6 separate regions of the Sus scrofa genome follow, and all the other regions are linked to region 2. The links are chromatin contacts, called in public HiChIP or PLAC-seq maps. All regions are on one chromosome and are shown on one strand. The core of a region is the stretch at or near the end of the contact, and the rest is flanking DNA. Distances in the headings are between cores, read along the strand shown. Region 1 has its middle 170 kb from the start of MIR9840. Region 2 overlaps KLF3 (Kruppel like factor 3). Region 3 overlaps TBC1D1 (TBC1 domain family member 1). Region 4 has its middle 150 kb from the start of MIR9840. Region 5 overlaps TBC1D1 (TBC1 domain family member 1). Region 6 overlaps LOC106504622 (a long non-coding RNA gene).

Region 1 (3,979 bases), core at 900-3,399, 320 kb after region 2:
CAACATGCCAAGAAAGGGGGACTTTTATTTTTACTTAGTCAAAGCAGAGGAAATAAAGCTAAGAAGTCCTTGGAGTTCCTGTTGTGGTGCAGCAGAAATGAATCTGACCAGTAACCACGAGATTGCGGGTTTGATTCTTGGCCTCGCTCAGTGGGTTAAGGATCTGGTGTTGCTGTGAGCTGTGGGGTAGGTTGCAGACACGGCTCAGATCCTGCATTGCTGTGGCTGTTATGTAGGCTGGCAGCAGTAAGCCCCGATTCGACCCCTAGCCTGGGATCCTCCATGTGCCTCAGGTGTGGCCCTAAAAAGTAAGACGAAAAAAAAGAAGAAGAAAAGGAAAGGAGTCCTTTGTGGCAAAATCTTTGGAAAGAGCTGAGTTATGACATCCTGGTAATGAGAGTCAGCCTCCGAAGGGGCTTGGGCCTTGGGAAATTTAGCCCCATAGGTATTGGAAGAGACCACCAAAGGTGATGCTGTCAACTGAACCTTGATAGGAGCATGAAGTCCCGAAAGGGAACACACACACACACAGAACTAAATTAGTTTCACTGCAAACATGGAAGGAGAGTTGGGTTCCCTCAGTCCTAAGGCTATAATATTGCTCCTATAATATTCTTATACGTCTGTGAGAGGGGCTTTACAGGTCTCAGAATTTCAGTGCAGTTTCCAGATCCCATTTAATGAGAAGCAGTACAGTTGATTGGAGTGCAGTCTTGAGTCAGACTCTCTGGGTTCAAATCCAGGCTCCTTACTAGCTGTGTGACCCTGGACAATTTACTTCACCACCTGTGCCTCAGTTTCCTCATCAGCACAACCCTAACAGCACTCTGATAAGGTTGCTGTAGGGATGAAAACAGTTGGGCGTTGTCAAGTGCTCTAAACTTGCCTGCCACATGGGAAGCGCTGCATGGACACTAGCCATTAGTGCTGTTGAATGAAGAAGTCTATGGAAGCAGTAAAGAAACCTCTGTCTGGCCTTTAAACAAAGAGAAAACGATAAAATTCAGGGTCATGGTTCCAGTTGGGGGGTAGAAGAGCTTACTCTTGGAAAGGGCACCTGGGAAGTTTCTGGAGCGGACACTATACTGTTTATTGACTCGGGTGGTAAATACACAGGCATTCAATTTTACAAAAAATGATTAAACTTTTCTCAGTTTTCCAGCACTTCTGTGTGTGTGTGTGTGTGTGTGTGTGTGTGTGTGTGTGTGTGAGTGAAGATCCGTGTTTTCCAATGTCACATTAGAAAAAGATAAAGTAGGGGAATGAAGAAGAAGAAGAGTGGAGGTCAAGGAGGAGGAGGAAGGAGAAGAAAAAGGAAAAAAAAAGAAGCTCCCTCCAGTGTGACTCCTGGTGACCAATTACTTTGACAGCCAATGCCGTTTCACAGAAAATATAAGCCAAAGTTTGCTTTTAATTTTTGTTTTCCAGTTGAGAAAACCCAGGCATGGAGAGTGGTTATGTGGCCTCTTGTTCAAAGTAAATGAATAGCTGAGTTGAAATGCAGCCCCTGAGGAATGAAATCTTAACCATCAGTGTGCTGACAGGTCTACAGGGAGCTGGCAAGGCCCGGGCTAGGGAGTAGAAGGCATGAGCCCAGCTGGAAAATTAGATGGCCAGTGTGTGTGGTCCATGAATCACCATACCCACTCCAAAGGAAGTCCAGAAGGGGCAAGATCTAGAAGATATCTAGACATCGGGCACTGGAGAGGAGGTTTTAGGGGGTCTGTTTGCAGAGTATCAAAGAGGGGTCATGAGTCCGAAGATATCTGAGCGGCCCCAGCATGTACATGAGGAAGCCTGATGTCTCAGCAGGCCTGGAAAATGATCCCAACAACCCACCCATCGGCAGAATTGGCAGGTGTCAGGCTTCTGTGGTTGATGGCACTTCCCCCAACATCACTGTGGAGGGATGGTTGGGCAACTTAGATAGGTGGACGTGACACTTGATGGCTCCTTATCATCCTCTGCTCCTGAAAAGAAACTCCTGGCAGATCCCCACTGCCCCCCTAACACCTCATGCAGAGCCCTTGCTGAAGTGCCAGGTCTGGCTGAATAGAGTTGGCATTTTAGAGCTGGGGGGACCTACAGGATCATGAAGACCAATCAGTTGCTGCTTCAAGGAGAACGTTCAAGGCTAGAGAGGCAAGGGCACTGACTCAAGGTTGCTTAACTGATTAGAGGCAGAGCCAGGCACAGAATGCAAATTTCCTGCCCTGGGGGAAACTCCTTAAAAAAAGGCAGTGGTTCCTTGTCTTGTTTTGTTTTGTTTTGTTTTGTGTCTTTTTAGGGCCACACCCATGGAGGTTCCCAGGCCAGGGATCAAATTAGAGCTGTAGCTGCAGGCCTGCACCACAGCCACAGCAATGCCAGATCTTTTAACCCACTGAGTGAGGCCAGGAATCAAATCTGCATCCTCATGGATACTGGTCGGGCTCATTACCACGGAGCCATGACGGGGACTCTGGCAGTGGTTCCTTGTAATGAAATAAGATTTACTCCAAAAATTGAAAGAAGAGTGTAAAAAATATTGATAAGGACTACATTAGGCCATACATTTCAAAAATAAAACTCATCTGCCCTACGATAAAAACCTCAAAAGCACAAGCACTGCAGGTCTAAGCAATAGCTCAGGATTTATTCCCTCACCTCTACCCCCGGCCCCCATTTTAAGAGTGTCACAGTGTGTCAGGCAGGAAAGGAACTTCTAGAGATAAGCAGTGAGCAAGCCAGAGGAAGCCCTGCCCTGATGAGCTCACAGATCAGGGAGGGAGGGAGAGAGAGAGAGGAGGAGGAGGAGGGAGAGATTATTAAACTAACAACCCTATAAAAATGAAGGGATTTGAAGAGAAAGCCCAGGCTTCTAGGAGAGCAAGTAACAGGTGGATTACCAGAGAGGATGAAGAAGTTGGCTCTTGGTTTCATTTCTCCCCCCAGATGAATTTCTCAAGTGTAGAACATTCTCTTACAGCCAAGTTTAACCCAGGAGTGAATACGACACCTCAGACTCTGGAAACCCACCGAATCCTAGGGATGAGAATTATGCCCCGAGAGCCCTGGATGGACGGATGCCTCCAGCCCTTAGGGAAAACTTAGACACCTCTCAGAGACCCAGGCCACACCTCTCAATCTACCCTAAACGCGTAGCTCACCTTCATAGTCAACACAGTCTCTCAGATCCGGCAAGAGGTTTCTCTTTGGGACATGTCACTCTGCTCTGTTAACTCAAATCAAAGACCTTGGTTGGAATGTGGCCTCCTGAGGCTGGGGTTTTCTCAGTCTTGCTCTGTGCTCTGTGCCCAGCATCTGGGAGACAGCTGGACGCAGGAGGTGCTGTCAGGCACTGCTTTGCAGAATGAATCAGCGTGCTCTCACGGAGAATTCCCCCGTTCTGATCAGATTATGTCAGAAAAACAGAGTCAGGAACGAAAGCACTTGCTCTGCGCCAGGAAACAAAAAACCAGGGGGAGTCAAAGGGAAATGGGACAGCTGAGGCGAGGTTATCAGAGAGCTGCTGGGGAACTCCCCCTGCTCTTTCCTTATTCCACACGCAGGCCAGTGGTGAGCAAGCTGGGGCAGGTCAAGGCGCCCTGCTTGGGACTCCCCGCTCCCGGGGAAGGAACTGGGAGTAGGACCTGGAAATGTACGAGCCCAGGGGCATAGACACCCGAGCACAGGATGGTGGGACCCCAAGGGAAAGGCTCCTTCTGTGCTACAGACCTTAGTGGCACCAGAGTGCAGAAATGCACCCAGGGTCCCCACCCCGAGGAACTCAATCTGTGGGTGAGACAGATAGGACACCAAGAATCAGAGAGTGTCAGTTGTCTGGGGGGAAAGCACAGGAGGTTATGGGGGCAGGTGTCTCCCAGGGATCCTGACCTTGTGTGTCTGTGGGGGGACATTGTGGGAGGCTTGAATGTGGAAGTGAAAGTTAAGCTGCAGACTGAAGATCCGTAGAAAACGGTAAGGAGCGATGGGAACC
Region 2 (3,833 bases), core at 811-3,310:
ACTGCCGACAAGGCTCAGGATGATACCAGTTCTCTGTTCTCGAAAAAATGATTTTAAGTGCCATGCGGACAAAGGCACGAGGTCTGGATAAATTTTCCAATGCTGTCACTTTATAGGAAAGTGAGAATTACTAGCTTCTTACTTAGTGGGACATAGTTTTGGTGAGCTTGCCATCCCGAGATGGCTTCAGTGCATGGCTCGACTGCACGAAACATGGGTGAGTCCCTGTTTCACTGTTCATTAAAATGAAAAATATGTGACCGTCCGTGACAGGGCAATAGCAAGTCAAACGAATCGTCATACTGAGGGTGGGGTTCCGAGTGCAGGAAGGCGCCCAGCATTTATAAACAAACTCTCTGGAAACAGCAAATGCCATGCCCCTGCATGCAAACGAAAGCAGAAGGCTCTCTTTCTACCAGGCTCAGCAAAGTCAGGAAAAGTTTCTGTTAGAACAGGGCAGAGAAGCTACTGATTTTTAAGCACTTCTCAATCTGTAAGGAGCCTGTTAGATGCCAATTTTCATTAAAGGAAAAGAAAAAAAAAAAGAAAAAGCAGTTTCTTTAAGAGTAAGCTTCCTGGACAACTACAATAAGAAAGAATAAAGAAATGTCTTTATTTCTCACTTCCTGAATTACATCCTTTAATTTTCAGCTTTTCGGGTAGTGCATGGGCAAGAACGAGTCCTTTACTGTGCATTTTATGTACACCTGCCATTTCGTATTTTACAAATAATCATCTCCAATTTTACAAATAAGGAAAAATTAACTGGAGGCTCAGGGAGCTGTGGATGGTTTTGCCAACATGGCATTGATAGCAAGTAGCAGAAATCTAGGGCGCAGAGGGGAGGCTGTACTCTGCTCCCTAGTGCTGCACCTTCGTAACAGGATGGACCATCCAGAGTCTTACCACCTACCTCGGGGCACAAGGTTGGGTAGGCAGCACGAAGGCATCTAAGAGAGCAATGGCACTGCCTCGCTTTCTCTCAACTGTAACAAGATATCAAAGAGGCAGACTGCTTCTGCTCTTCTCACTTTTTAAGAAAAGGGGGGGAGAAGTCACTCAAATGTTTCTATTCAAATAGAGAATTAAACCAAATCTTCTTACGAATGCCTCCTGCTTAACATTTAGAACATTGGCTTGAGTAAACAAAGACCTCAACGTTCAGGTCAAAGGAGAAATGAAAAAGGAGAAAAGGAATAAAGGAACCATAAATCAGGTCTTACACACTCCACCTATGAAGGCGGGAAGGGTAAAATTTGAATGTTGTTATGTAAAATCATCACGGTGCCCCTATTCCCCAGATGTTTGAGTTACCTGAGGCTGCACCGAATTAAGAAAAGGGAACTTCGTTGTAAGGACTGAAACTATCTTTTGGTGAAACAACCTAATTAAATTCTATAAGCATCAGAAGTTGCAGACTAGAGCATGAAGGAGAAAAAGACGGTTAATCGCAAAAATACTTCTCCATATTTTAACTCCATGTATTCATATAAGTTACAGCATTACAAGCACAACTGTTACTTCGAATTCATTTTATTTCCTTTTTTTTTTTTTTTCCAGTGCATGCCCCTGCACTTCAATTGTATGGTGCCAACTTCATTTTAGATTTAAATTAGGCTCTGGTGCCACATTCTCATGCTTGATTAAAAGCACTGGAAGTAAACTGAACAGTAAAATCCATCACCAATGGTCCTGCATCATTTATGAAATAATCACATCCTCCAGTACCAAAAAATCTATTCATAGTTCATGGATATAATTAATGAAGACACTGTATACATTAATTTTCCTCCAATGTGATCATACAATAGTTGTGGGAAAGAGGTTGATGAACATGACAAAACAAAGAACACTAGAAATCAATTTAGTTTTTTGATTAATAAAGTTCTTATTGCTCTTAGTCAGATACATGGTTATCCAGTTAGCGTGTGGGGAATGTAAATGTTATTTCCTTCAAGCCACTCTGACTTAACTTTTCACTATACACAGTGGTAAACACTTCACCGTTTAGTAATCTCCATGGCAACTCCATTCCAAGGGCCTCAGAGTGACCCCCCGTGTCTTGTATAAACAGTTTTGGCAGGAGGCTCCACAGCCAACGCATAAGGATGATCTAATTTTTGCAAGCGTGTCATTACCAACCTTCAGATGCCCAGCTCCAGCCAAGTTTCTTTCTCCCCCTTGTGAGTGTTCTTCCAAGCCCGTGGAAGAAAAGAGCAAGACAGAGCTGGGAGTGTGTTCCTTATTTTGCGTTCACTAAACCAGACAGATCCTCTCAAGTTCAACCAGCTTTGAAGTCAGACACTTCCGCTGTCACCCATGTCCCACCTTCACAGCACTGGTGTTGCCCCTATCTTATAACACCTGCCCTAATTACCTGGTCCCCGGTGGCCCGAGAAGCATGTACAGGGACCTAGCTCACAAGAAGGGTAGCTTAGCACGAGGGTGTCGAAAAGACAATGACCCTAATTCCCTCTTCTCAGGGAAATGAAATTCCACCCTGGCCGCCAAGTTCATTCTTTGGCTAGCTTCTCCCCCAGTCACCTGGCAGTCACAGCTCCATGTGGCTGAAACGAGTTTAAGCAAATCACTTTATTCTTAACTGTATTTTTACACACAAAAGGTCCAAGGAGCTTCCCACCCTCCACCCCCAAGTTATGACCACTTAGAATAAATAAGAAGAGGGGTTCGATTTTGGAAAACTTACCACCGAGACAGGGTCCATGGCCTCTTGCTTGACAGGGACTGGGTCAAACATGAGCATTCTTTTAATTATGCTTTCTAGGGTGCTCGGGTGTTTGGCCTAGAAGACAAAACAAGGTGTCTGTCTAAGTCTTGAAGTTACTTTCAACATAAACTAGTAAAAATAAAATAGACCATTTCTCACTCCCCTTCTCCATTCCTTCTTCTTCCCTGCCCTCGGAGAGGCTGGAACTTGTTCCCCTTGCCTGTGAAAGATACCATTTTATATAATTTACACCAGATTCCATGGTCATAACCATGTGAAAGCCAACTGCCATTTCTAACTCAAATACGTAAACTCCGACGTTTCTGGAACAATAGGTACAGCCCCTGCTGAGCAGCTAAGCTTGCTGAAGAGTAGGTGCAGCTCAACGGGAAGAGGGAAATACCTTTTCTTTTCCTCTTATGCTCATTTCAGAAAAATCAGGAAAACAAAACAAAACAAAAACAGGCAGGCAGAAGACAACCTAGAACTAACTATTGTGAATATTTTTCTTCTTATTCCTCCAAACCCTCTTTTTAAATAGATTTTAGCATGCATGGTATATGGTTCCCATAAGTTCGCTTGATGATTTCCTGGGAAACCGTTTCTTTTTCAGTTACGTGTGGTTCCACACCATCAAATCCAGCGCCACTGTGTGAACCCATCAGATTTTTAAACATTCCTTTTATGGGGCACTCAGGTTTGCTTCCAAAGTTTCACCAGGACAGAGAGCAGTGAGCGTCTTGACACGTATATCCTCCCGTACATCCCTCATGACCTTTTAGGATCAATTGTGTCAAGGGGAATTCTTGAGTGAGAAGCACGCACATTTCCCCAAGCATTTGCTGTATCATCCAGCAGATACTCTATCATTTCCATCCATAAAATAGAACCCGCTTCCCAACGTTTCTACCAGCCATGTGTGTTATCATTAAAGAAAAAAACCCCTCAAGACATTGCCACTCTGTTCATATAAAAATGGCGAACTCTTTTTATTCCGCATTGATTGAATTATTAACGATGCATTGTTTTCTTCTTTATTTAGCATGGACGTTTCCTCTTTTGCGAAATGCCTACACGCAGGTCTTGAGCTCCCCCTTCCACCTCT
Region 3 (4,267 bases), core at 999-3,498, 460 kb after region 2:
TGGGTGAGTGAGGGGGAGGAAGCGGGCGAAGAGGGGGTCCGAAGGCAGAGGCTGCTGCAGCCCCAGGCATGAGGTTGCGGCACAGACCTGAGAATCCAGCCACCAGACGAAAAACCCCAGCACGGTCAGAACGCACACCTCAAGAACGAAATTAGTCTTTATAAGAGCAGAAACTGATGCTTCACTATATTCCTTAAGAAACTCCAACACAGTTAAAAATCAATGAAAAATTCATTTCCTTTGACATCCTATTAGCATTCAAGCTTGAAGGAGTCCTATCTTTTCTGAAATCAATTTTCAAAGTCCATGCTGACTTTCTCACCATTTCCGGCAACCTTATTTTCTCATCTTTAATTTTTCAGCTTCCTGGTTTCCAATTTAATTCAATGGCCACTACTAATTGGGCACAAAAGTCATTCTACGCTGAAAAACTAATAATACATGTTGCATCTGTGTGTCTGCGTGCATGCGTGTAGTTACTGTATTGATCGGACTCTCTGTTGTCCCTCAGAGGGACCATGACGTCAGCAGGGATTATCGTCTCCATTCCAGAATCAAGAAAATTGATTCAGAGGCTTTGAGTCAGCCCTTGAATGGGGGCTCCACTGGCGACTCCTGGAATGACCTTAAGCAAGTTGCCTGACCCTTCCCGGCCTTGTTCCTGGCCTCCAGCGTAGGGGTGGTAACACCTGCCTCCTGGCATCACTGGGGGAATGATGAGACACAAGCTGGGCAAGCTGAGCTGCTGCCCACTGAGCTAAGGGGTCTGCTTCCACACACCTGCCATGAAAGCCTCACTTTTTGTGTGTGTGTGTGCAGCAAAATTACAAAGGATGCCACATCATGGAACTTCTGAATAGCTCAAACAGTAAAAACCACACACATTAAAACCGAGATTGCCGAGACATTAGTGTGTATTATAAAACACGGTGTGGAATAAACGTCACACACACACACACTGTTTTTCTCCCACAGAGAAAGGTTTTTAAATGAGCGCCTAACCTGGAAAACCTGGGGATGAAACTGCTGGCCTTTGATAGGGATTGATGAGCCCCTAAGTAAGCGCTCTCAGCTGAGGAACCGTCCTGGGTCAGTCATCTCTGCTTAATTGCTTCATTACCCTTGATCTTGCAGTTCTGCCTGGGAATTTATCCCTGGCCATGGCAGTGTGTGGCTGGCCATGACAGGACTGCCATGGTCCTTGAACAACGCTTTTTCACGTCGCTGTATGTTCTTCACAACTGTCATTATAATGACTTCATGGTATTCTACCAACTCGACCGTCAATCACCATGTTAATCCAGGCATCACATGCTGGCTATCTAGTTACTTCAAATTTGTCATACATGACAACTCTAAACATCCAGGCTTTTCCTGGATTTAGGACTATTGCCTAAGCATACATTCCAAGAAATGGGATTATTGGGTCAAAGGGTATGAATATTGTACTGGCTCATGCCACACACTGCCAAATTGCTTTCCAAATGGGAATAATCAACAACAATGCCGAGAGCAACATAAGAATGTGCCAGTTACAGTATACCCTTGGCATTGGGTATTGGCATGTCAGTGTTTCATGTTGTTCCTCTAGAAAGGTAAAAGGCATTATATGTTATTTAAATTTAAATTATGCACGAAGCTAAACAGTCTCCCAGATATTTGTTTGCTAAGTGAGTCACCTTTTGTGAAGCCCTTTATGTTCTTGGCTCATCTGCTATCGGAGCCTCAGTGTTTCTCTTTGCCGTCCATGGACGCGCTGTAACGAAGCCATCAACTCTGACGGCTGCAGAACAGGCCACGTATTTTCCACCCTCCCCACCCCAGACCCTCCCCCCACCACCTGGTGGTCTCAGTGGCACCAAGAGCTGGAGGGTGGAGCATCTGCCCAGGTTTCGGGGCGCAGTGCTTGAATTGAAACATGACAACAAACCCGTCTAAAAGCTGCTCTGCTTTTTATTACTGCCACACTCACGAGACTCTAAACAAAGCCAGCAGGAAAGCCGCCCTCCCCATCCTCCTGGTGCGGCACCGACCAGCCTTTCAAAAACTAATTTTCAACGATGCACACTCCCCAAACAGCAAGGGCTCCTCGCAAGGCAGAAGGGGCCACTGTGACTTTGAGGAGCACCTTCTGAACAAAGGAACCTCGTTCAGATTCTGGTTTCTCTCCTCCAAGCGCAACTAGGAAGAGAGCTGTCCAGTGCGTTTCCCGGGAAGCGCCGGGCTTGCTGAGGCCCCGGGCCGAGACTCCCCTGGGGATCTTGGTGAAATGCAGCTCTGACTCAGCAGGTCTGGGGCGGGGGCCGGTTCTGCGGGAGTTCCTATGTGACCTGACGATGGGGTGTGTCTGGGGCCGCGCTCTGAACAGGGCCCCTAGGACACGGACAGAGGCTCTCTGCCCGTCTCCTGAAGCCCCTGCACCTGCGCTTTTCCTCACGCTGAACCCTGAACCGAGGCTGCCTGGGCAGGCGGCACTCGCTGTGATAAGACAACCCTGGCAGTCCTTCTTTGTTTCTGTGTATTCTGAGGGCCTCCCCCGCTTTTGTGAGGGGATTTTTATGGCTTAGTCAACTGACCCTTGTCTCAGTGGCGGCTCTCAGTGTTGAGTGGGAGCTCCAGGGCCCTGTCCTTGGGTTCTCGGCCGACCCTGGGTGCAACAGTGTCCCAAATGGAGTTGAGGCTGCCACCCAGAGAGCGCTCAGAAACAGAGCTGTGGCTATCACAGAGGGCTCTCCCTCCATCCTTCCACACACAGGATGACACGCTCGTCTGTGCGCAAGGAAGGCAGTATCACTTCCACCCTGTGGACTCTAAGGCTGCAGAGAAATCAGGCTGTACCTTGGGCCTCACCCTCGGAGTAGAACTTGAGACTAGAGCGCCCTCTGCAGGGAGCGGAGGGGAGGGGCAACGAGAAGTCAGAAAGCCTGACAGAGGCCTCAGAGGTCAAGCTCCAGATGGAGCACATGGGAGGGAAGGCAGGTGGAGAGCTGCCTGTTTCCCGGGAGACCTTCCGCAGGCTGCTAACCTGGACTCAGAGACACATGTTGGGGCCCTACATGCCCTGCCCAATGTCCGCACCTTCGCGGGGAAAGCTGAACCCTCGTCTGGAACTTCTCTCTTGCTCCCATGCCTTTGTGCGTGCTGTGATGGGGGTCAGCCGACTGCAGCCTGTGGACCGAGGTTGTCCCACTGTGTGTTTGCAAATAAAGCTTTACTGCAACACAGTCACTTCATTCCTGCACATTCATGCTACAGAGGCTGAGCTGACCTTATGGGACCTTACAGCCCACAAAGCCTAAAACACTTCCTGTCTGGCCCTCAGCAGATAAGGCCAGCCGAGCTCAACTCCCTCAGCTCCCCACCAGCCCCACTCACTGCTCTCACCCTGCACGCACCGCTCCCTTGGCTCTTGCACAGCACATGCACACACACTACTGGAGCCCCCACCACACTTGCAATTACCAACTGACATGCTCACTTTCTGCACTAGATGGGCTCTGGTATCTGTGCACACATGACACTCTCAGCTCTGCCACCTTGGACAGGGTGCAGGGCATGTTGCTCCCTCTGTGCCCAGCGTCCCCTCTACGAAGCTGGAGGTTATGATGCCACGCACGGCTGTAAAGGAGCCATGGAAATAAAGGATACCAAGTTCAAAATAGATGCCTGAAACAACTCAGGTCTGCACACAAAAAACTGTCCTCTCTCCAAGCTGTGTCCATTTCTCTACTCTCAATATTTAAAGAGCACCCTCATACCCTTAGTAAGTATCCTTCATAGAAAAGGGGGAGGAAAACAATATTTTTGGGGGGGCTTAACATCCAGGAGGTGACAGCATCAGTGAGGCTGCCTGCCTAGAGCCAGGCCCCAGGTCGAGGTGCTCACTGGTGTAGACTTTGGTTTAGGGAACCAAGGCTCTTGCATTTGCCCCTGCAGGCAAAAAAAACCTCTGTGTGCAATGAAAGCTCTAGAAGGGAGTAAATGCATGTACACATCAGAAAGTAAAGAATCAGAGGGTGGAGAATTCAGTCTAAATTTACAGGTACAATATAGAAAACCTCTGATTAAATGACATCCGGAGGCATGTGGACTTGAGTAGCCGCTAAAGCATTAGAGGTGAGAGGGCCCAAGGTTGAAACCCTACCTTTCCACTTCTCGGCAGTGAGACTGTGGGCCCGTTATTAACCATTTTGAGCCCTAGGTTGCTGGGGGGTAAAACCACCTGTCCTCTTGGGAATGTGGTCATGATTAAATGAGAACAGGTGCA
Region 4 (4,248 bases), core at 730-3,229, 340 kb after region 2:
TTTTGTCTTTTTGCCGTTTCTAGGGCCATTCACGCGGCGTATGGAGGTTCCCAGGCTAAGGGTCAAATCGGAGCTGTAGCCACTGGCCTACGCCACAGCCACAGCAACTCGGGATCCGAGCCACATCTGCAACCAACACCACAGCTCATGGCAATGCCAGATCTTCAACCCACTGAGCAAGGCCAGGGATCGAACCCTCAACCTCATGGTTCCTAGTCAGATTCATTAACCACTGAGCCATGACAGGAACTCCAACTTGGGGATCTTTAAGAGAAGTAAAAGACTCTAGATGACTAGAGGATTGTTAGTAATATTATCAAGGAAACTACTACTTATGCAGTTGGTGATCAATCAACAAGATAAGCAGTTAGTTGGTTGGTTTTTCCATACTGTGTCTCAGAGAGCTGAGTGATAAGGAAAACCAAGATGAGTTGACTGGATGGCCAGATCAGCCAATGCCAATGTGAGAATCAGGCTGGCCTGTTGCCAAGTACAGAGAGGCCACCCACATGCAGCGGGTAATGGGGCAACCGTGGGTGGTCTTGAGAGGCAACTGGCATTTGCCGTGTTTTGGCAAAAAAGAAGAGAGTGACAGCATCACCAGCTAGACCCATGTGGGGCTGACATCATGGGCCTTGGCCCAGCCTTCTCTACATGAGGCCTCTCACTCCTGCACATCAAAGCCAAATGCAGACTAGTAAAATACAAGGTGATGCTCCATTTTTGTTTGGGGTCACTTTTCATTAACTGTGAAAAATTGTATGGTTGCCTTGAACTTAGCAAAGACAGCTTCCAAGATTTCCTGATTAATTTTCCTTTCAGTCTTTTTGTTTGTTTGCTTTCGCCTTTAATCAATAGGTTTTAAACTAAAGCAAGCTCTTCATGATGCGAGAGCTATGAGATACTTCTTACAGTAAAGCATCCATGGTCATGGCTAATTAAGTTTGGGAAATAGTGTGGCCTGGCAAACTACTGGACCAATGAGGTGTGGTCCATTAAAGAACCACAATGCATATTTCAGAGCTCCTAAGAGGCCCTGAAGTAAAGGTCTCTTTAATTTCTCTTAACCCAGTGTTCTCCAAACGTATCTTCTCACCCAACCTCTCTGCTGTTCCTAAAGAACTCTTTTAACATCTGGTAGAGACAGTCTCCAACAAGAAGAGGTGAGGAATGCTGCTTCACTGCACATTTCCGTGTGCCCACAGGTCAGTTCTCTCCCCTCTCCTTCTCTCTGCCCTGGTCCCTGGAAATGCTGACTTGTCTCAACTGCCCCAGGAGGAGTCCAACCAATGGGCGAGAGGACAGGGTAGGAAAAGAGTGAAGTCAAAATGTTGGTTTCTCCAGCTCATCCCTTTCGAGGTTGCTGCCTGTGGCTACTTGAAGGTCACAGTGGCCCTCTGCACACAGCAGTTTCCTCCAGGTTCCAGTGACCAATCTTTCTTCTTGTCCTTTCAGGCCAAGGGCGGAACCTCCTCCTCAGTGTTGCTAATCCATCCTGGCACCTGCTCCATCCCTGGTCAGTTCCCCTTAACTCCACACTCCTTGGTAAACTGTCCCTTTAAAATACTCTTCTGGGAGTTGCCTGTTGGCTTAGCAGGTTAAAGATCTGGTATTGTCATTGCTGTGGCTTGGGTCACTGCTCTGGCACAGGTTCAGTCCTTCACCTGGGAACGTCTGCTTGCCACAGGAGTGGCCAAAAAAATTAAAAATAAAAAATAAAACACTTCGCAATTACTCCCCTTTGCTCATACCCCCTTATTCCTGCTGGAACCCTGACTAATGCACGTCTCTAAATCCATGATGGGCTGACAAAATAGTCTAACATGGTAACATAAGAGAAATATTTAAAAATCTAGTTAATAGTCAGTTGTGGTTGGAATCCCATAAGATATGCAAAACAGCATATGCTGCCCGTGTAACATTCAGGCCCTTGAAATGGATCAGCCTGACGTCACCAGCATTAGTTCTGGCCCTGACTCATCATGTATTACAATCTCATAGCCTTGAAAGGACTTTGACAAGGCCAGGTCACAGTGCCCAGTCATATCCTCAGCTGTTGACAAAGACCTCCAGTTCCTTTTAAAATATTGAGATTTCTAAATTAGAATACCAGTTAGGACATTTAATTTCTAAAAGAGCAGCTTCGATGCCAGATTAATTAAAGGCATCTATAGTGGGTTCTCCTTTATAAATGGGACACACTCTCATGGGCTTCCTTGCCAGGATTTTTGAAGACTAATGAAAAAGCTAATTCAGTGGTTAGGTCCCTTCTCCTCAGTTGGGTATCAAACATGTACTAACATCTACTGAGTGCAGGCACTGTGTGGGCTAAAGCCAAGGTGGCTGCTGGGAGGAGGAATAGAAACAGATGAAAAGGTCCCTTCCCTCAATGTGTATGTGGGCTCTCGGTATTTGAGCCAGTCACAGAAAGCTTAAAAATAGTTCTTACAAATAGTACAGGTATATTATGTAGGTACAAATAAAAATCTTTACATTTTGTTCAATGTCGAAGCTAGGTTTTGTGTGTCTGTCTGTCTGCATGTCTGTCTATATGTGTGCAAAAAGAGGGCAAGTTTAGAAGCAGTACGAAATAGGGAAAAAGTATGAGTTTTAGTGTTAATTACATGAATTTTAGAGTTAATTATTTGGGTTAATTTTCATAGCCATTGGTAAATGATTCAATCTTTCTAAAATTTCCTCATCTGAAATATACATAAAATAAATGAAATATACTGAACACGTAGACACAGCCATCATGAAGATTTGATGAAGTAAGATAAACCAAGGCGCCAAGACTGAGCTGGCGCTTTGGAGGCCCTTATGAAATGTCAGTTCCCTCTCTTTCTTCAGGAAAGAAAAAAAAATAGACTTTAAAATCTATTTCTAGTTTGCTTAAAAAGGCTCTGTGGAGAAGGCGAAATTTTAAAGGATTTTGACTAATAAGAGGAAGGTGGCCAACAGAAAGTATGACCTTTTCAGATACTGCCAGAAAGGGAAATCAGAAAATTGAGGGAATAAAAATTAGCATCCCCATAAAGATTATGCTACCCACTCTGCTGCCTCTCGAGGGAATTAAAGTAGTCAGGAGAATATTCTCTTTTCTAAAGGAATTTCTAGAAGTGTAGTCCCATAACCCACCTAGGTAGTATCTCCTAGAGCCACTCAAATGTACGCTTTACCTCTTACCTCAAGCACTTCTCTCTAGTTTTCAACACAGTTTTCTCACCTGCAATTTCATCTCCACTGTCCCTCTGCCATGCCTATGTTCCCTGAGAGGATGTGAATTTACTCACACTTCATACCACACATGGCTGTCTCTGTTTTCTCTTATACCGTCATTTTTACCCTGTTTTCCAACCTTCAAGAAAGTTTTATGTAGGAACCAGATTAACGTGGAAGGAGACTTCGGAAATAAATTCAGCTTAGGTCCTAAGGTGCCTTAATCCCAAGGAAATTTTAAAAAGCATCCAGAGAAGAACTGACCACTTTGTTTAGAAGAGCTAGAAAACCTCCAAAGTCAATTCATCCATTTTCCTTGACCGTGTGTGGGTGTGTATGTGTGTGTGTGTGTGTGTGAGAGAGAGAGAGAGAGAGTAGGACACTTGCAAAATTGCTTGCTTCCTCAAGGTCTCTGCAACAACCCATGAGTTAGCCAGCTGGTGAAGTGACCTCTGATGACTGCAAATACCCAGAACTTTAAACATCATTTAAGAGAGGTAACAATTCATTTCTAATCCACAGCACAGTTTATTTGGCAGGAAGGGACAGTGCCACTCAGTATACTGGCAAAAGACTGAGGAAGAACTGGCAGAGAAGGGCTTCCTTGTTTGTTTCCTAAGGCTGTACCCTGTGAACCATGGCAATTAGGGGACAGGGTGTGGCCCTCTGGACTGAAAATGATAGGAAAGGTGGTGTTCTAATTACTGGATTTTATTGGGATGATACTTGAGGTGTGGTTATTACCATCTGTTAAAGTTCATTAACTAGACTTCATAAATGGCTGGCTAGGGCTCTAAAGGCAAGTGTCAATATTACGGATTGCCCTGAAGCCCTTTAAGGGGAGACCATTCAAAGACCAGACCCAACTGGTCATCTTAAATACAGAAATTTGCTTGGTGTTTTTGCAACGAAACCATTTTTGGAAAGAAGATACCCTGAATGCATGGCCCTCTTTGGGATTTTGTGTGAGCATTTGAGCACGTAGGGACAGGCATATATGATCCTAGCCCTCACCGGATGTATCATAAT
Region 5 (4,079 bases), core at 1,250-3,749, 510 kb after region 2:
TAAGAGCAGAGGCTGCAGGAGGGGGCACAGGAGGAGGCGGGAGGGGGAGGAGTGGGGAAGGGATAGGGGGTGGAGGGAGGGCAGCACAGAGCTGTCCTAGCTTGGGCTGCTACACCAAGGAACCACCGACTGGATGGCTTAAACAACACACATTCACATATCACAGTCCTGGAGGCTGGGAGTCCAGAACCAGGGTCCTGCATGGCAAGGGCTGCAGCAAGGCCCTCTTCCCCGTGCCTCCTCTGGGCTGCACCCTCCCACAGCCCAGACACGACTCTGATCTCCCCATCTTGTCACTCATAAGGAAGGAAGGCACCAACCCCAGCATGAAGGCTCCATCCCTGAGACTCATCTAAACCCCGTTACGGCCCCTAGGAGGCCCGCCTCCAAAGACCAGCACATAGGCTATGAGAGCTTCCACAGATGAATTTAGGGGAGACATACACATGCAGTCCGTAGCAGGAGCGAATGTGGTTCTAAGTCACCCCTCCAGGTCTGACTTAAGGTTTTACAGGGCCTCTGTAAAGTTTCCTTAAAAAAGAGGTCAGCAGCTACAAAAAAGGAAATGTTGTGAAAGCACGGGTAACAAGGTTTTATTAGGACCTAAAGGAATAGGTTGGTTTTCCGAGTCTTAATGGACTGGCAAGATACAGTTTTGTTTTGTTCTCTGTGTCAGCAGAAGGGAGACACAGAGGCCAGAACAAGGGATCTACTTGACAGGCCACACAGGTCATGAATGTGGCAACTGGTCTGGGCTGCAAGGTGGCCTCTTTTATAAGCAAGGTCCTGAGCTGCGACTTAGAACTGGTCTGTCACCCAGTCTACCTTTTATCCCGCTTCTTCACCCGCCTGCCTCCTGGTCAGTGCGGGACCTGACCTACTCCACTGCAGGAAGCAGATCTAGAAGGCTTCCTGCAACCAGCAAGCTGCAGGGCACCACCCCGGCACACCTCCCCCCCAACAAGCATGTGCCCCCAAGGCCTCAGATGGTGACGGAGCACAATGCCAGGGCCTGCTTTATGAGCTTAACTTCCACTTAAGATCACTTAAACACCCAAAAGATGATGGAGGGGAAAAGGACGACAACTCTGTAGTCTCAAGACACGAGACAAATACAGGCTATCATTATAAAACTGGAGAACATACATTCAAGGCAAGAAAGTTTTGGGAAAGAATCAAGAATCGAGATACAATTCTGTCACACAGACACTGATAACACAGATGGGTAGATTTTAGCATACTTAATTTGTGCTTAAATGATACTTACAAAACTTGGGGTGGAAAAGGATCATTTTGTCCTGATAAAGCTGTAACCTATGCCACAAAACAGCACTGCATCAACACAGGACAATAACAGAAATCCTCTGGGGACGTTTAAAAGGCTCTTCCCCTCTTGCAGCCACAGTCCAATCCAAACCCTGAACTTGGCGACATCCATACACTCAGCAGTTCCCATCCTTTTTTCCTCCCTCAGTATTTGTTATTTGTCTCCCTGACTACACTTCATGCTCCTTTATCTAGCATTATTCACTTTCAAACCAATTCCTGGTACAGCGCTTAGCGTACAACTGTGCCCTCAGAACCTCTCTGTGTTAATTAAATAACACACGATCGAGCTCCCTCATCCTGTCACTAGGTGAGGACCGGATCGTGTATGCAGCTTTTGGACTTTTACTGAAAACAACATCAGGGCCCCTGCTGACGTGATGATAAAGACTGAGGTGTAGCAGGAACCATCCTGAGAGGCCGGAGGACCAGCTGCAGCATCACGGAGGCCCGAGGGATGAGCGAGGGCAGTGACGGAGGAGGGTGGGGGTGGAAGGGAGAATTCCAGTCTGCAGAGAGCACCGAAATGATAAAGCAAAGGCGCAAGCGGCGGTATTCAAGAAGGGAAGCCCTGCTTTTTACGCTCCGGCTCAAGCGAGAGTTTTAGATATGCTGACTGGCTTTTTTTCCCATGAAATAAGTAATATTTCAACTGATTACAGAGAAACTAGGAACACTAAAAATAGGAAAAAAAGAAGGAAGGAAGGAAAAGGAAAAAAGGTGCCTTATAACCCCACTTCCCCAAGACAGGGATTTCCACTGAGTCTGTCAATGCGCCTCTATTCGGGGTTTCTGTGGCCGCGGCTCTGGGTCATCGCCTCGGTCCACAACCGGCCTGTGGAGATGTCCCAAGGGGGCGCAGAGTCTTAAGCCCCAAGGCACACGCAGCGGGCCGAGCCCCAGCCCGTAGGAAGCCGGCAGGCGGCGCGGGCACACTGGGGAGTCATCTCCAGGGCAGGGGCATGTGAAGCTACTCAACTAGAAGGATCACAAAGAAGGGGTCACATCACAGTCCCCTATTCCCTAAGAAGAGCTGGCAAGATGCTGGAGGCAGGGGCAGCTAGAAAGGGGAAGAAAGTGGGAATGGGAAGCAGAGGTCTTTACCAGGAGCTCGGGAGGGGAGAATGTGACCAAGGACAGAGGTCCGAGGGAGAGAGGGAGGACAGGCCCCAGGTGGCGCCCAGAGGGTGGGGACCCTCGATGGGCTCTGCCAGCACCACCATCCTGTCCTGCAGTGAACTCTGACTTAGCCTCTGACAAGGGACAGACTGCTAAAAGCCCCAGCTCTAAACTGGGCTGCCCTCCGCCCTCCCTCCCGCCTCTCACACATCTGCCACTAAAAAAAACTAACCCCACCCAGCCCATTACACAATGCTTATCTGGATATGACCTAAGGGCAGAATCCATGAGAGGAAGCTCATGACTTCAAAGTTAGGAAATACTTTTCTGCTTTACCAGGGAGAGGGGATGGGGAAGTCCACACTATGAAATAAGGGGTTTAAAAGAGTGAAGCCAGCTCTTCCCCTACCTCAGCACAATGCTCACTGGGTTCTATGTGGAAACGTGGCCTTTCCACCTGGAAAACCCCAGCCTCATGGCCTTCCTTATTTAAGGGCCCACGTCCTGAAAGAGCAGCTTGGGAAGAAGTCTTCTTTGGGGGCATCCATGACTGTTTGGTAGTTGGGAAACTTGGGTTTCAGCTTTAGTAATGTTTCTGGCTCTGATGTTTTCAACTAGAAAATGGAAGCAAACTCTCTATCACTGGGCCAGCCTCGTCCCTTAAGAGTCAGGCACCGATATTCATTCAAAACTCCAATAGATTTCAAACACTTTAAGTGTTTATGTAACTCAGAGTGGACATGTCAACTGCAAATGTTCTTTGAAAACTGTTGTTGTAGCAAGCAAATTTCTTACACATTACCATAATTGCCTTTGCCAAGAAAACTCATTAAAGAGGCAACAATGTGCAGTTCTCTAACTGTGGCAAATCCAGCACCCTGAGCTTCAGTTAGCAAGAAGTGAGAGCTACTACACGTGCACAGGGCAAAATAAAGCCGGGGAGAAAGTGACTGCCTTCATCAGTAAACAAAGTAATCCGGGAAAGAGTACTTTTTTTTATATCTGTCACTCCAAAGGACAGATTTTTAGAAAACAAACAAACAAAAATATCCTGTCATAAGACAGAAAAGCCAAGTACAGCGCACTCAGCTTAAAATTACACAGAAGGTGAGCACGAGGGAACCGACCTCTGGGGCCTGTGACTGTGCTTAGTCGGCCAGGTCAGGTCACAGTTCACCGCACTTGTCAACCTCTGGGCCGTCCTGAAAGCTGCATGATGTTCTAAGCTGTGGCTGGGATGACTGTAAAGAGTGAAACATCAATGACAAATCTCTTCACAATGACTCCCAGCCTTGTGTTTCCCATCACTGACAAGACACCAGACCCCTGCATCTGTCAGCCCTCTTGGCCCAAGGTCTTTGCACCTGTGAATTCAGAGCACAGGCTGCTCAGTGGGGCGGGGTCTGTCGCCGCAGGTGTGCGCCCAGGGCAGAGCAGGAGCACTGAGCTGTTGCCCAAGGACCCCGGTTTCCTCGGGCTGTGCCTCCAGGCGATGGCCTGCACATTGCTAAAAAGCTGAAGCCATGTGCAAACCACCAGCACACCGCCCAGGAGGCCCAGAGAGGCTCCTTTTGGCAACATGAGCATCCTCCACATGCCGAAGCATCTCTGACTGTCCGGGAACATCTTTTGGC
Region 6 (4,386 bases), core at 1,818-4,317, 280 kb after region 2:
GCTGGCCATTAGCTATCTCAGGACACTAAATCTGCACTGCTACGCCCAGCCACACCCAGGCATTTCGTTACCTTGTGGTTTCTTTTTCTCCTTGGTTTCCTAGCCACACTTATTTTGAAAAATGTTAACTCTTCTTTAGCTGAATTACAGCATAAAGGGTATGCTTACACCTTAGCTCAGAAAAATAAAGAGGTAAAAAGCATCCACCGCCTTGGCATGAGTGAAGGTACAATCCAATTTCTCCATTCTGTCAGAGGGTCATTCGGGCTTAGGGGTCAGCCAAATGCTCTTTAGTCCCTGTTCCTTTGATGATGGCTTTAGACAAGTTAACTTCTCTGAGCCTCAATTTCCTCATCTGTAAAAAGAGGACAATAACCATATCCACCTCACAGGACTGTGTGATAATAAAGATAAAATAAGTTAACAGGATTGTGGCAGAGCTGCTATATGTCCACCTATAATATCTCTTCCCTTCTTTTTTCTAGTAATCAATTTTTACCTGGGAACATGGCAGTATGAAATAGAGACTACATCTCTGAGTATCTATGCATCTAGCAGTTCCATTTGACTAAATTCTGGCCAATGAATTACACATGGAGATGCGGTGGTCCCCTTACAGGAAGATCCTTAAACTGGAAAAAAAAAATCCTTCTATCTTCTTCTTTTTCTTGCTGATTAGAATGTGGAAGTGATGGCTGGAGCTGAAGCAGCCTTCTTGGTCCAGGAAGCAGCACACAAATGATGGTAGATGAACAAGAAGGAAAAAGCCTGAATTCCTGTAAAGTTTGAGGAAGCCATTTTACAGCCTTTAAATGCCTACCTTGGGATTCATTACAAAAGAGGAATGAACAAACTTTTGAAAAAAAAAAATCCATTCTGAAGGAGTCTTACTCATCATTGAACTAAAATCGAACTAGGGCTGTAAAGTATGCAGAGTGATTAGCCCAGTGTAGGTAAGATCTTGCTATCATTTTTCTGCTTTTTAGGAAATACATGTCAACGTTCTCAAAAATACAGACATAAAGCAGATGGACTAAAAGGGCCAGAGAGGGAGTACTGGCCCATCCCTTCCTAGCCTTAGCACCACTCCCAAGGCCATGTGAATGAGACAAAAAATACAGCCTTTGCCAGGCTGAGGCTATGGGACACCAGCACAGGCAGGAACACCCAGCCTCCTGGCCTGACTTGATTCCCTCTGCTAAGCCTCTCCTCTAGGCAGCACTATGACCTGCAGAAGGGGGAAAAGGACAGAAAGAGCCCCATGAACCACACAAACTTTGGACATAAGTAGACCTGGGTTTTTCCCCTGGCTTCTCCACCCCCTTGCCGTGTGACTTTGGGCTAGCTACCAGCCTCTCTGAGCCCCTGTCTCACGTTAAAATGGAACATGGGATAATACCTGCCCCTTGGGGTTGTCGTAAGACACAAACACAATGTCAGTCAAGGTCTGAACATGGTCTGACATAAGTATTTGGTAAATGTTTAGAAATGAAACCTGAACTTCAGCTCTTACCATTCCCAACCCTAGCCCCAGGCTTCATCCAGAGCCGTTTACTAACTGCCGCAGGAGAATCTGTCCTCTCCCCACACTGTGCCTCGTGCTCACTCCATCTCTACCCAGAGCTCCACCACTGCCTTCCGTCTCTCCTCACCTTCCACAAATGTCAGGGCAGCCTTCAGCCCTCCTTGACTTCCAGCCCTAGGCGATCTCTCGCCCGCTCCTCTGAAAGGCGCCAGCATTTGAGGTCCAATCACTCGTTAACATTTACTGCCTTGTATTGGGGTTGAATTTTGGAGTGCATGTCTCGTCTTGCCAGCCTTACCTTAGGCTCTGCAAGGGTGTGGCTCATGCCTTTTCCTCCTTCTATCCCCTCAGCTCTCAACCCAGTGAACACTCACCTCTGGGAAACTTGCTCAACTAGGAAACCAAACCAATTACCCAGAGCCCTCTAACGAATTTCTTTTTTGGAATCCTTTTTGAACCTACATGCCTGTCACTCCTCTTTCAAAGCACGTTGACCATGGTGCCTTCCTGTGATGTCATCAGGGGCTCAGTTAGCTGTGCATGGATGGTATCCAGCTGAGGTCTGGTGGCACAGATCGCTTGGCTGAACTTGGCCTTGATGAGTCATGGGGGAAAGGGGTTGGAGGGAAAGGTGAGAGGGGACTTCATTTAGGAGCAATTCATTACTCCGACCAAGGAAAATAATTTTATAAACATCTTATGGGTGATAAGTCCACACGACTCTTTGAAATCTGGGAGTACAGCAAATTTATCTTCTGAAAGAGGACTATTGCAATGTAAGCCAACACTGTTATTTCAAATATGAGAATGCCTGGTTTTTTTAAGCAGATATGTTGGACTTGCTGCCTGTGCATGTGCATAATTTGCAGGCTGCCTCTAATGGATCAAGAAAAGGAACAGGGCAACAATAGGGCTGAGCTGGTAGCTTTGCGATGGGTGTCCCCCTGGACAGGAGGCCCTAGCTTTCTCCAAGCAAGCTAGAAGGGCCCCCAAGAGTGTAAGGTCATTCCAGCTGCAGAGTGGGTAGGAAATAGTACAAAAGAAATTCCAGGGCCACCACTATCGCTTTTTAGGTAATTGAAGACTCATCAGGGCTGCTCATTAAAAATATAAATTCCCTGGTTTCTAACCTCACCCCCCGACCCCCCAGTGGTTCAGGAGGTCTATGGCAGGACTCAGGAATCCGCATTTCTACCAAAACGGCAGCACTACTGTCTTCACTCCTACAGTCGCTCTACCTTAGATGTGGCAATAATAAAGCACTAATGAGTTAATCATCTCGCTTAAAATATAGACAGGGCAGTAATTGGAGTATAATTTTGGACCAGAGACCCTCCCATCCCAGAGATGTGGGTGGCTGGCTTGGCCAAGGGAGCTCACACCAAAGGGTTTGGTGTGGGGGAGGGTTCGGGGCAGGGCCTGGAAGTGCTCCCCAACCGTGGACAAGAGAAGTATGTTGGCCACCAGCTGTTCTGGGAGAGTGACTCATCAGCCTATGTGGCAGTAACCGCGGCTGGTGGAATGAGTCCCTGGACCGTGGGGGGCGACGGGGGAGGTGACGGCTGTGGCTGGAGAGAGCAGTGCATTCCAGAGGAGAACCAGACCTCCTGCAAGGATGCCAATCTGTGCTGTCAGTCACTTTGGCAGTGATGAAGGAGGCAGAGGGAGGGACAAATGAGCGGTCTCAGCAAGACGGCAGAGGCACCATTTAGTCACTGGCATTAAAGCCCTGTGTCCACTATCCCCCGGACTCGGCCTGCCTCCTCCTCTTCCCCACCCTTCAATCTGGTCCCCTCCAGGCTTTAATGTCTTCCAGGCACCCACTCCCTTCGTGTCCCTGCTGTTACAGACATCATTCCCTGTCTGCATATTCCCCCCACGATGCCCTGAGCTCAAGACTCATCACCATCCTTCCGACAGCCACTGATGTGTTCTCTCCAAAAATGAAAATCCAAGCTTGTTGTTCGCTTGCGTAAAAGCCTCAGTGGACCTTGACCATCACTGTGCATCAGAATCACCCAGGGGCTTGTTATAAAACACAACACAGGGCCCCAGCTGGAATGTCCTTCCGTCTTCCACATTTTCCTCCTTTGCCCACTGAACTCCTGACCCTGTAGAATCTGTGATGCCTTCTCCATCCCCTCGCCCTCATCTTCACTCCACCTCCCCCACCGCCATCCCCGCGATCCTCAGCAACACACACCGAGTGCTTGCGCTGGTACATCCCATTGACAACCACAGGGGAAAAAAAAATATCCATGATGTGGGTCTCATTATTCTTCCCACCTTACAGAGATGTTGAAACCAGGGCTTGGGTAGGTTTAGAAACTTGCCCCCGTCACACAGCTAGAAAACGATGAAGCCAGGATTCAATCGTAGCAGCCTGTACCCAGCACCTGGGCTCTTAACTCCTGCAAGTACCAACTCGTCCAGATGGAATTAAGTCTTTCTTCCTCCGTGCTCTCAGAACACTCTTCTTGTCACTTCCAGATGAAAACCCACATCCAACAGGACGTAAGGTCTTGCTTCCCAGATTGAGTTCCTCAAGGGTGGGTCCTCACCTTGGTGTCCTAAGCCCAGCCCATAGAGGGAACTCCATGTGGGGTGAATGCACAACTGAATATTTCCACTAGAGTGTTGGCAAATGTAAAGTAAAACTCTTGCTGGGCCATGAGAAATGAGAACTATTTCAGAAGATCACTCAAGTTCCTTGTAATATACCAAGTCAACACGCAGGTACCATTTTACATCGGAGATTCATAGCTATCACTCTATTTCAGGAGAAACCCTAAGAAATATGAAAATTCAAAAAACGTGATTGCCATTAACTTACCATTTTGCCCATTTCCATCTTGGCTCCC

The links. HiChIP or PLAC-seq counts read pairs in DNA pulled down with a chosen protein or histone mark.
Region 1: a contact with region 2 is called in an H3K27ac HiChIP or PLAC-seq map of alveolar macrophages. The contact joins two enhancer-like sites. A contact is called at or near these places in 3 of 47 Hi-C or Micro-C datasets (heart right ventricle and liver) and 2 of 2 datasets of contacts at active chromatin or transcription factors (alveolar macrophages and skeletal muscle).
Region 3: an H3K27ac HiChIP or PLAC-seq map of alveolar macrophages shows a contact between it and region 2. The contact joins two enhancer-like sites. A contact is called at or near these places in 5 of 47 Hi-C or Micro-C datasets (embryonic fibroblasts, epiblast stem cells, fibroblasts and 2 more) and 2 of 2 datasets of contacts at active chromatin or transcription factors (alveolar macrophages and skeletal muscle).
Region 4: an H3K27ac HiChIP or PLAC-seq map of alveolar macrophages shows a contact between it and region 2. The contact joins two enhancer-like sites. A contact is called at or near these places in 3 of 47 Hi-C or Micro-C datasets (heart right ventricle and liver) and 2 of 2 datasets of contacts at active chromatin or transcription factors (alveolar macrophages and skeletal muscle).
Region 5: an H3K27ac HiChIP or PLAC-seq map of alveolar macrophages shows a contact between it and region 2. The contact joins two enhancer-like sites. A contact is called at or near these places in 13 of 47 Hi-C or Micro-C datasets (adipocytes, embryonic fibroblasts, fetal heart ventricle and 10 more) and 2 of 2 datasets of contacts at active chromatin or transcription factors (alveolar macrophages and skeletal muscle).
Region 6: a contact with region 2 is called in an H3K27ac HiChIP or PLAC-seq map of skeletal muscle, with 13 times the contacts expected there. The contact joins two enhancer-like sites. A contact is called at or near these places in 26 of 47 Hi-C or Micro-C datasets (adipocytes, adipose tissue, alveolar macrophages and 14 more) and 2 of 2 datasets of contacts at active chromatin or transcription factors (alveolar macrophages and skeletal muscle).

The regions. Positions count from the first base shown.
Region 1 is chr8:29,717,706-29,721,684 of Sscrofa11.1, reverse strand. No RefSeq gene overlaps it. Among named protein-coding and RNA genes, the nearest start is that of MIR9840, 170 kb to the right of the region's middle. Within about 2 kb of position 2,149, at least 36 of the 83 cell types and tissues checked have an H3K27ac peak or open chromatin away from gene starts, as enhancers often do. A contact at or near this core is called in alveolar macrophages and skeletal muscle, where this site is marked.
Region 2 is chr8:30,039,613-30,043,445 of Sscrofa11.1, reverse strand. It overlaps KLF3 (Kruppel like factor 3), which reads right to left. Exons shown (of 6, transcript NM_001134352.2): 2 at 2,708-2,803. The coding sequence starts at 2,764. Among named protein-coding and RNA genes, the nearest start is that of KLF3, 17 kb to the right of the region's middle. Within about 2 kb of position 2,060, at least 21 of the 83 cell types and tissues checked have an H3K27ac peak or open chromatin away from gene starts, as enhancers often do. A contact at or near this core is called in alveolar macrophages, mesenteric adipose tissue, omental adipose tissue and 3 more, where this site is marked.
Region 3 is chr8:29,581,717-29,585,983 of Sscrofa11.1, reverse strand. The region is part of intron 20 of TBC1D1 (TBC1 domain family member 1); the gene reads right to left. Among named protein-coding and RNA genes, the nearest start is that of MIR9840, 35 kb to the right of the region's middle. Within about 2 kb of position 2,248, at least 27 of the 83 cell types and tissues checked have an H3K27ac peak or open chromatin away from gene starts, as enhancers often do. A contact at or near this core is called in alveolar macrophages and subcutaneous adipose tissue, where this site is marked.
Region 4 is chr8:29,700,497-29,704,744 of Sscrofa11.1, reverse strand. No RefSeq gene overlaps it. Among named protein-coding and RNA genes, the nearest start is that of MIR9840, 150 kb to the right of the region's middle. Within about 2 kb of position 1,979, at least 8 of the 83 cell types and tissues checked have an H3K27ac peak or open chromatin away from gene starts, as enhancers often do. A contact at or near this core is called in alveolar macrophages, where this site is marked.
Region 5 is chr8:29,532,926-29,537,004 of Sscrofa11.1, reverse strand. All of the region lies in intron 14 of TBC1D1 (TBC1 domain family member 1), which reads right to left. Among named protein-coding and RNA genes, the nearest start is that of MIR9840, 14 kb to the left of the region's middle. Within about 2 kb of position 2,499, at least 39 of the 83 cell types and tissues checked have an H3K27ac peak or open chromatin away from gene starts, as enhancers often do. A contact at or near this core is called in alveolar macrophages, mesenteric adipose tissue, omental adipose tissue and 3 more, where this site is marked.
Region 6 is chr8:29,758,867-29,763,252 of Sscrofa11.1, reverse strand. LOC106504622 (a long non-coding RNA gene) reads right to left here. Exons shown (of 3, transcript XR_002346602.1): 2 at 4,359-4,386. Among named protein-coding and RNA genes, the nearest start is that of MIR9840, 210 kb to the right of the region's middle. Within about 2 kb of position 3,067, at least 17 of the 83 cell types and tissues checked have an H3K27ac peak or open chromatin away from gene starts, as enhancers often do. A contact at or near this core is called in alveolar macrophages, omental adipose tissue and skeletal muscle, where this site is marked.